Linked DNA regions of Gasterosteus aculeatus: region 2 is linked to region 1. Evidence: chromatin contacts called from public Hi-C data. All regions are on one chromosome and are shown on one strand. Each heading gives the region's core, a stretch centred on a gene start, on an enhancer-like site or on the middle of the called end of the contact. The rest is flanking DNA. Distances are from core to core; before and after follow the strand shown. Region 1 overlaps tspoap1 (TSPO associated protein 1). Region 2 holds the start of supt4h1 (SPT4 homolog, DSIF elongation factor subunit).

What was found. A called contact is a pair of places that touch in the nucleus more often than the background predicts.
Region 2: a Hi-C map of skeletal muscle shows a contact between it and region 1, with 2.5 times the contacts expected there. The contact joins the promoter of supt4h1 here to the enhancer-like site in region 1. A contact is called at or near these places in 3 of 6 Hi-C or Micro-C datasets (liver, skeletal muscle and tail fin).

The regions. Positions count from the first base shown.
Region 1 is chr7:18,159,334-18,164,008 of fGasAcu3.hap1.1, forward strand. It overlaps tspoap1 (TSPO associated protein 1), which reads left to right. Exons shown (of 32, transcript XR_013468263.1): 11 at 191-241; 12 at 888-920; 13 at 2,468-2,648; 14 at 3,204-3,293; 15 at 3,717-3,922; 16 at 4,272-4,378; 17 at 4,470-4,579; 18 at 4,664-4,675. Among protein-coding and RNA genes, the nearest start is that of LOC120822794, 24 kb to the right of the region's middle. Within about 2 kb of position 1,813, at least 5 of the 9 cell types and tissues checked have open chromatin away from gene starts, as enhancers often do.
Region 2 is chr7:18,195,869-18,200,543 of fGasAcu3.hap1.1, forward strand. It overlaps supt4h1 (SPT4 homolog, DSIF elongation factor subunit), which reads right to left and starts at 2,489. Exons shown (of 5, transcript XM_040182716.2): 1 at 2,295-2,489; 2 at 1,672-1,778; 3 at 1,524-1,579; 4 at 1,354-1,407. The coding sequence starts at 2,363. It overlaps hsf5 (heat shock transcription factor family member 5), which reads left to right and starts at 3,723. Exons shown (of 2, transcript XM_078106177.1): 1 at 3,723-3,972. The coding sequence starts at 3,957.

The sequences.
Region 1 (4,675 bases), core at 563-3,062:
TAAAGTTTTCCCTGATAAATTAAAGAGACCCTCATGTCTCATGGGTGGCTTTGTCCAGCAGGAGGCAACCTTTGCACACCAATAAAGCAGTTTGATAACACAGCTGCCTGGGTTGGGGATTTTATGAGCAAACCACAAAAGTTACACTAAAATAATACCTTTTAATAATATTTTATTGTTTGATCCTCAGGCTCAGTTATACGCCAAGAGGGAGCATGAAGGGGTGGTTCAGGTTCTGGAGGTAAGTTAGTGTGTGACAGCAGAGAAATCCTTTTCTATACCAGGCAGGGTTTTTATTGCCGCACAGTCCAGCACTGAGATGCTTCTAAAAGCTTCAGGATGATTTACCAAGACAAAAATCCTGAAGGCGTCAAGAGTTTACTACAGTCACACAGGGGAGAAATTCACTCAGACCCGACATTAGAAAGAGTGTTTCCCTAATCCACTAGTGTGGTGCAATCTGAAAAAATCGACTTTGTCATTAAAAAAGGTTTCTTATCTCTCTAACCAAATCAAACAGTATTTGGGGATGTTTAGAGGACAAAAAAGGCATCCCATTACCAGTGGAGCGGCTCATTATTCAAATCTAGACACCTGGCAGAAAACATTTGTACTGGTACTTTATACTGCACTGCATTTGGGGTCCTGAAAACCGTTTGAACAGATGGCTTCTCCGCTGCCATGTGACATTTAAACATGAATTCAAATCGACGCAGTCTGTGACGGTTGGAGCCTCTGGTCTGTCTGATTGGCTGATGATTTTGAATGATGACACAAAAAAAAGAGCCTTAAAAGGTCTTCCAAAGGTACCGACTGTGTGTCCGCTGTCTCTGCTACAATTTTTCACCCAGTGCATTTGCTGAAATGACGTGTGTATTTTATTTTAGGAGTTGACTCAGCTTGTGTTGCAGAGGGAACTGGTAGAGTATACCTGCTCCCGACTCCTTATTTTTTCTTTAAGTGCTTGTTTCCTTCCTCTTGCTTTGTTTCTCTCACTTGCTGCGTGTATTTAAACCCAAAGCATCAAGGGAGAAAGTGTCTTTTCCCGAGTCAACGCAATGCCTGTACGACTAACCCCAGTATTTGTGCATATTAAAACAGGCAGCTGCAGACACGTTCTAGTGATACTGGTTCACAACAGGATTTTCTTGACCTGCAGACCTGAACTCGGACTGCTGTGTTTCTGCTTTATTCCTTTCTCAATTTCATTGTTTCAAAAGCATGTCTTTCCGTTTTTTCTGTCCTTTGTGTTCACATTTTGCTAACCAGAGTACACTGGACTGCATGCAGGTACTGTTGACCTTTAGCCATCTTGGCCTAATTATTCCCTGACACTAATCCCACCCCCTACCCAAGCCCCCTACTTATAGAACTAGCAAAACCAAATTGCTTTCATTTAAACCCCTTGAGTTGGCCTTTTACTTCATAAACATCAATTTCATAGACGCTTCATGGGGCCACAGAGGCCACAAATACTTTAACTCTTTATTAATTAACTCATTTCTTTTAGGCTTGCAAGCCGTGTGCAGGTCATTCTCATGAGACCAGATAACATCTGTGGCACGGTTAGCGTCCCAGCAGCACTGAGCGCCCTTGCAGGCTTCTTATTTGATCGTTTTCATGTACACATCCCCCATGAGAGCTCCCCCAACACACTGCTGAGCAGGGTGGCTTTCTGTAATTCAGCATTCATTTGAGGGTTCAAAGTGATTTCTCTCGGCGTTTCGGTCCTCATTTCCACTTCAGCTCGGTGTAGCCGGATAACGAGCGGCTGCAGGCGAGGCTCTTGCGTAGGTGAGAGATAACAGGAAATGTTATTCACACAGTTTCGTGCTGAGGCTTTTTGTCAGATCAGCCTGACAGGAAACTCACGCAACCTGAAGTGAAATCAGCCGCATGTAGAAACTCAGCAGAGCCAAAACGAGCCTCTATAGTAAAACCTGAACGGCGTGTAAAAAAAGAAGCCGAAAAAGTCACTTCTCTTAACGTGCTTGTAGGCTTCCCTCCTTTCCCATCCAACCAGAAAGCTCTTCTTTTTGTCTACCCCCTTTTTTCTTTCAACTAAACCTGTAGTTTGTGTTTGTGTAAAGCTTATATAAAATGTTTTATATAGTCTGTTTTGTAGAAAACTAACTGTATTCGCAGTCCTTTGTTATGTAATGATCCCATACAGGCAGCAATGTATGAACTATGATGTACCCTTTCTTAAACAGTTCCATTTATTCATACACCAAAATAATCATGACCATAAGATCAGATGTACAATTGGATTTGTCAAATGTGTTTTTACCTTATAGTATTATCACACAGACATCAGAAGTTTCTGCATGCCACTGACAATTTATAAAGCAGGTTACTTCTACAAACTGTTCTACAAACTCCACTTGAGACTGGAGAACAGCTGTGCTCACTTGTTAGTGTGTCTCGTCTTCTGGTTACTAACTGTCACTGTTCACCATTTGGGCAGTCGAAGGTACGAGACCTGGAGGACAAATGTCGCAGCCAGACAGAACAGTTTGGTGCCCTCTCCCAGGAGTTGGAGAAGTTTCGACTGCAGGCCTCCAAGGTGGACCTGGCCGGCGCCAGCCTCCTTAACAATCCCAGTCTCTCTGTTCTGACCAACGGGGTGGGCCTGACTGCAGAGCGAGGTGAGCCACACCACCCCGAAGGTTTCTCCAGCACCACAGTACATCCTGTGCAGAGAGAGAAAGTCTTAGTTGCTGAGGGCTTTTGGGTCGTGTTAGTGGATGAATCACCATCAGCTGTACATCACAAGGTCCTTTTTTCATTATTATTATGTACTATTTAGTACTTTGAAGGGAATCTAAAAAAACAGCTACATTTCAATAATCCCTAACCCAACTTTCATGGTAGATAATCCTTTTTAGTGTACTTTAATTTCTTAGGGAAATCCTGGCACAAAGCATGGCTCGGGACATATGGACCAGCAGCCTCAGTCCACTCTTTGACAGAATGCCTTCCTTCTCTTTTGTGTGTCAGAACTACAAACGGAGCACAACCTCTTACGTTTCCGAATGTTCAACACAGGCTGTGAATTAAAGGCACAGGTGCATGCTTTTGAGAATATCCATTATAATGTAATCCCAGCCACAACTACTTCAGCAGTGCAAACTAGTCCAAATCGCTTCTACTGTATGTGCCCATCCAACCTCTTTCCCCTTGCACTGTTCATGTCTTTTTAGACTGCACTGGTGGCTCATGGGACATGGTGTCTCTGGGTGAAATAGCCTTCTGGAGTCTCGAGGGAGGTGACACTCTCTCCTGCCCCGAGGGTAAAAATCCGCCCCGGTATTTCCTCCGTCTCTGTCACCCCATGATGAGTGTTGGGCACTGTCACAAAAAGCACGGCATGTTTATAACCGTCATCTCACCCACACTGTCGCCGTCCTGCACTGCCTGTAAATGCTCATCATCACATGAGGGTCAGTGCTCATGGGCTGAGGTGAGAAAATGTACCAGTTAAGCCCCTTAACCGTGCTGGTGTGACACACCTTTGACCTCAGACAGATGGAGATCGGATTTTTTTAATCAGTCCAGTTCACCTTGAGGCTTCCGCATCAATCCGATGACCTCGTCCCACCCAGCAGCTCATGGAATCCACCTGTTAAACTAGCGAGAGGGCCGGGAGTATCTAGTAAACTCACAGATTATGTCTTAACCTCGTTGTCTCTCTCTTTCTCTCTCCATCCTGCTAGACTTGGCCGCTGCGCTGCGGCTGGGGGCCACCCCCCACGCCGCGGGGCTGTCCAGGGTGGAGCGCTCGCCCGTCACCAAGCACCGCGAGCTGCCCACCATCAGCGTCAGCAAGTCAGGCTCTTCGTCCAGCAAGTCCGAGACCGCCCACCTCAGCACCAAGTCCGACACGCACCTCAGTCCGCACAAATCAAGCCCCACACATGAGGTACCGGCCTGGGCAATGCCTCTAACGTACCGCCGTCAAATGGTTAATACATCCAAAATGCTGGCTTTCTTTTTGCCAACATAAAATGGGGGGATTTCCTGCCGCTCCTCTGCTGTCTTTGTATCCACATAGTCGGTCAACCCTTAAGCCCAAATTTTTCTGTTCCAGCGGTGTATAAATGAGCAGATAGTTAAGGTTTTATTTTATAGACAAATGTTAATAAGTTGCGCTGAAAAAAGTTCACTGCATCATTTTACTTTTTACTTTTAATGTCCACTTAGTTTTTGCATGCACATTGCTAGCAGGTTAAGAGTCCGGGCAATCCATTCTCTGTTCGTGGTGTTTTTAGGTGGACACTGCCAGTGAAGTGGAGGAGCTGGACATTGACGTAGCTCCTGTACCTTACACAGCCAGCAGAGGAGCAGCCAAGCTTCAAGTTCTTATTGCGCGATACAGGTAAATTCAAACTAGGCACGAGCTTACTCACAATGTCAACACTTCAATATGGGATAGAGAAATAACTTCCTGGCGAATTACTTTTTGACAGCTATAATCCATACGATGGCCCCAATGACAACCCCGAGGTGGAGCTTCCACTCACAGCTGGAGAATACATCTATGTGTACGGAGACATGGACAACGACGGCTTCTATGAAGGTAAGTCCATGAGTACCTGAAGTACCCAGCAGTTCATATTTTAGTCTTCACGGGGCGCTCCTGTTTAACGTGGCTTCCTTACAGGCGAGCTGATGG
Region 2 (4,675 bases), core at 1,239-3,738, 37 kb after region 1:
ACATGAAAGTGAGAAAATGTAGTATTTAAACTAACAATGAGAATACCAAAGCATACAGTGCTTCCCCCACCATTTAATTCGGTCTCAAGATGTTATAATCATACAATTATCCACTATGGATGAGTATCGTTTGGGGTTTTCCTGACACCAGTGCTAAAACGATACTTATAAAACATACCGGTGCCTAAACAGTGCCTAAAACAATACTTGTTTTCCATTATTTTACTTCAAATTATGGACAATACATGAACTGTTAACAGTTTACAGTAGACAACAGTCTCTGTAAGAGCCTGAAGTGTATGTATTACTTGATTGGAATTTTGGGAATATTAATCATTTAATTTATGGTCATTGTGCAGGAACTAAGGATATGTAACTTGTATTGAACGCATTTATGTTGGATTGACGTTCCTTGTGTGTCTCCATGTATTGACGTCGCGATTGCAGTAGGTGCAACACCATTATCTGCCGTGTGACAGAATGTAGTAATTGTATATTATGTTGACGCATTGCAGCATAAAATAAACACAAAACGAAAAGAATCAAATGATCTCCTGTCATTCGAGGAGGAAAATTAAGTCACGTGTCTGCAGCTTAATACGGCTCAATGACAAAGAACACCGAAGCAACGCCGCCGCGCCCTCTGTTTACAACTTGGAATTGCTGCTGGCAGACGGGCAGCGCACGTCGGAAAATGTCGGTGTCGCGTACAGCGCCGGTGGCCGAAGAGAGAGACGTGCTGCTCGGCATGGTGGCTTCGCTAGCAGTCGCCCTCTGATGGGGTTTCTGTAGTAGCTTCGCTAGCAGCGGCGCAGTGATGTCTGCTTCCTTTAGCACGGCTTGTTAATGCCGCTCTCCCATGTTTAAAATATATCATATTCCGCCTCCACATTACTTACATTCTGTTCGTCCCGGGTCTTTGTTTGTCGTAACTCATGAGATGCACTTTTCCATATGTAGCCAACCACGGTTAAATCTACACTTCCCTGACACTGGATGATTCCTGAGCTACCGAACTTTTCAGTTAAGGCGCCTTTACACAGCCGCGGTGCAAATTATTTGCGCTGCGAGTATCAGAGCGTCCTGCGTCGCTTTAAAACCATATGAATGATTTCAAACGTAATCTTAAATGAACCACATGACCATAGAAATATAACAAATTTCCATGACTTTTGCAAAACTTTTAAGATTTCATTTCTTTCCATGACTTTTCCAGGCCTGGAAATGACCATTTTGAAATTCCATGACTTTTCCAGGTTTTCCATGACCGTACGAACCCTGAATTCCAATCAAGAAAAAGCCAAACATTACATTTGATGCATATGGAGGTGGATTAGTTTAAATAAAGTGTACCTGGAGGTAGTCTGCCCGTTACCGACACTGCATATACACCTGGCTTAAAGTTGCCTGTAGGATGGAGAAAATATAAACAATTATAAAAACATGTATCCATAGCTTAGGGACGGCATACCGTAAAGCTTACTTAAGAGTTCTTCTACTCGGTCTTCTTCACATTTCCTTACCTATCCTCTGCCATTTAGCTACCCAGCTGTCGTCAGGACTCATCATGGATATCACACTGTGGACACACAGACAGTAAATGATAAACATCTAGAAAACAAAGAAAAGCTTTGTTGTTGTTTTGAAATACATGCTAAAATCAATGTTTACCCATCAAACGAGGAGCTTGTGCATTCATAAACCATTTCCCGGTTCCCCTTCATCTGGAGGTACGACTCACAGTTGTCACAGCCGTCGTATTCAAACTGGTCGATGGTCTAAAGAAAACAAGTAGAAGGGAACTCTTAAATCAAGGACAATAATAACAGCAAAGAATGGATACAAACTACACAGCAGGACACAGCGTTGGGTGTACAGTGACCACCACGAAATGTTATCGCTACAAAAGAATGTTTACGTTTGAGTGCGCAATATGCAGAAAACATATTTTACAGTATTAAGTTGCAATATGCAAAGATCTAGCGTTAAACAAACAAAACGGAGAGACTCTTGAATAAAGTAAAGTTACATTAATGATTAAAGCACTTGGGTTAACACTATGTTTGAATCTGGTTAACGATGGTAGAGGAACAAATCAGACCAGGCGTCTTAATGTAAACAAGCATGGGAAAGCGTACGCCTGTGTATTGGTGTTATTAAGTGAATTATGGTCGCTGTGAACGCGTTTACGTTTCATTTAATGTTACGCAACAAGAAAACTAGAGCACAGGAACCGGCTACACGTTAGCAAATAAGCTAGTTTGAGCGTTGCTTTATGGCGATTAACCGCTTACCTTCACTAAAGAACAAAGGAGACAGGCTCGCAGATGGCGCAGGTCTTTGGGGACAGTTTCCAACGCCATTGTGTTCCGCTCTCGGATAAAATACTAGTGTAAAACTGAGATATAAAAAAGATTATTGTTTTGAATGATTCCAGTCGCGGGGGAATTACGTCACAGACCGAGGGCCTTATTATCCCAGCGGAAGGGTAGATGTGGTGCGCCTGTGTAAAACTAGTTATATCGCCAGTATTTAAAACAATTATTTCAATTACAGGGACTATGTTTGAGTTATTATGCTTTAACGCACTCTGTATAGTAATTTAAATATGCCCCTTTTATGCATATGCTTAAGATTAAATTACATTTATAGTCATGCATAAATATATTCCAACCATCGGGATCTAGAAGAGGGAAAATGTGGTGCCTACTGAAATATTTGAATGTTGAAATGCTAAAACGAATTATTTTATGGATGGATAGACCGTGGAAGGATACAAGCTTTTTGTATCTCTAAAGGAAGACCATCTGGATACTTAAAACGAAAACTAACTTATTGTGAACATTTTAAGATCCTGTATATTCTCTTGACTGTTGATAATGCTGCTGTGATTACTTGGAAGAGCTCTGTGATTTCTGTAAAAAAAAAAGTGTCCCATTGGATTATACTTTTCTTTACTTTCCAGTTAAACCAAATGTTAATCTATGACCAACAGTCATTGAATGTCTCCCTCTGTCGTTGTCTTTTTTCATTCATTGTTTTCTTCCTTATTATCTTTGTCAATATTTTGATGTTATAACAACTATCGTTATCGTTTAATATATATTTTTTTAAATAACAAATGGTTGATCAATATTCTAATTTGGAATGCAAGTCAGTTTTGTTCTCCAAATACAAATTAAATGATCCTCAGTTGGTTTTGCTATATTTAGCCACATAATCTCATACTATCCAATTATCTATCCGTCTGTCTTCATACCCATCCATCCGTTAATTATCAATATTAATGGTTATAAAGCTAATTTATTATAAAGCATTAAGTAAATTAACTTACTCGTGCTGGACTTGAAGTCTAATGTTATGGGCGTTTGCACTTCTAATGTCATCCGGCTACGTTTCCATGTGAAACACCACTTGACTGCATTTTCTTTGAAAAGCAATTAATACCACTTTACAAAATATGTAAAGACTGTCCCGCAAAGCATCGAATATCCTTAAAATAGAGATGTCACTCATAAGCTCATATATATATATATATATATATATATATATATATATATATATATATATATATATATATATATATATATATATATATATATATATATATATATATATAGCAAAACAAACTGATCATTTAATTTATATTTGGAGAACAAAACTGTCTGATATATATATATATCGTAAAATATCCAATATATTAATTAATTAACAATTAATTTTGATTTCATCATGCTGGGACTACTTCTGTACACATACATAAGGACTCGGAACTTTTCTCAAACTAAAACTAAGATTTGTTCATCTCATTGAGTCATTAGCGGCCCCCTCGAGCCCTCAAACGCCGATAAACTTTTGCAGTTGGTTTCAGAATTCGCGTGTGATGAAAAACGTTGAAACTCCAACAGCTTCGACGGTTGAGGAACTTTCAACGGTTGTGAACTCAGGAGTGAGACATGTTTGGAGATTCAGGTAAAGTCACAGTTTCTATCAACGAGTGTTATTCTCGGCGTGACAGACGCCCCAAACAAAACACATGTTTCGAAATACTTTTATGCGGCTCTACTTTAGCGTGCTTTGCTTAATTTCATTTAAAATGCAGAGCAGGGACGTTAATTGGCGAGGAAGCGTCAACTGATAACTAACTAGCTAACTTAGCTTGAAATGTAAATTATGTTCAGGTCTCGCGTTGAGCATTTGTATTTTGTTATTTCTGCATTGACATAAGTAGCTCCAGAAGTCAATTTGTTTTAAAAACAGGAGACATTAGTTAATGTGGGTTCGTATGCTAATTCTCAACATTAATGTCATAAAAGTTCAATCAACGTTACGTCAATTAACGTTAACTTTATAAACAGCGGTCGTGTGACCTGCAGCTTGAAATGTATCGTTAGCCAATGCACCTTTATTCGAGGTGTTACGGTACGGGGGCTTATACGGTCCAAAAAGCACCGAGACGGACCCATATTTACGCAATCGTTTGTCCAATTTGAAATAACTAGTCAAAAACAACATTATTCTGGACATTGTACAGATGAAATAACATTATAACAACATATGAAGTTACACTACTGTACAGTTTTCAACTGAAAGTCAGCTCAAATAAAATAATGATATTATTTCGCAAAATCAGATTATTATAAGGTTTTATTCTATTCTTTTCACTGGATTCTTG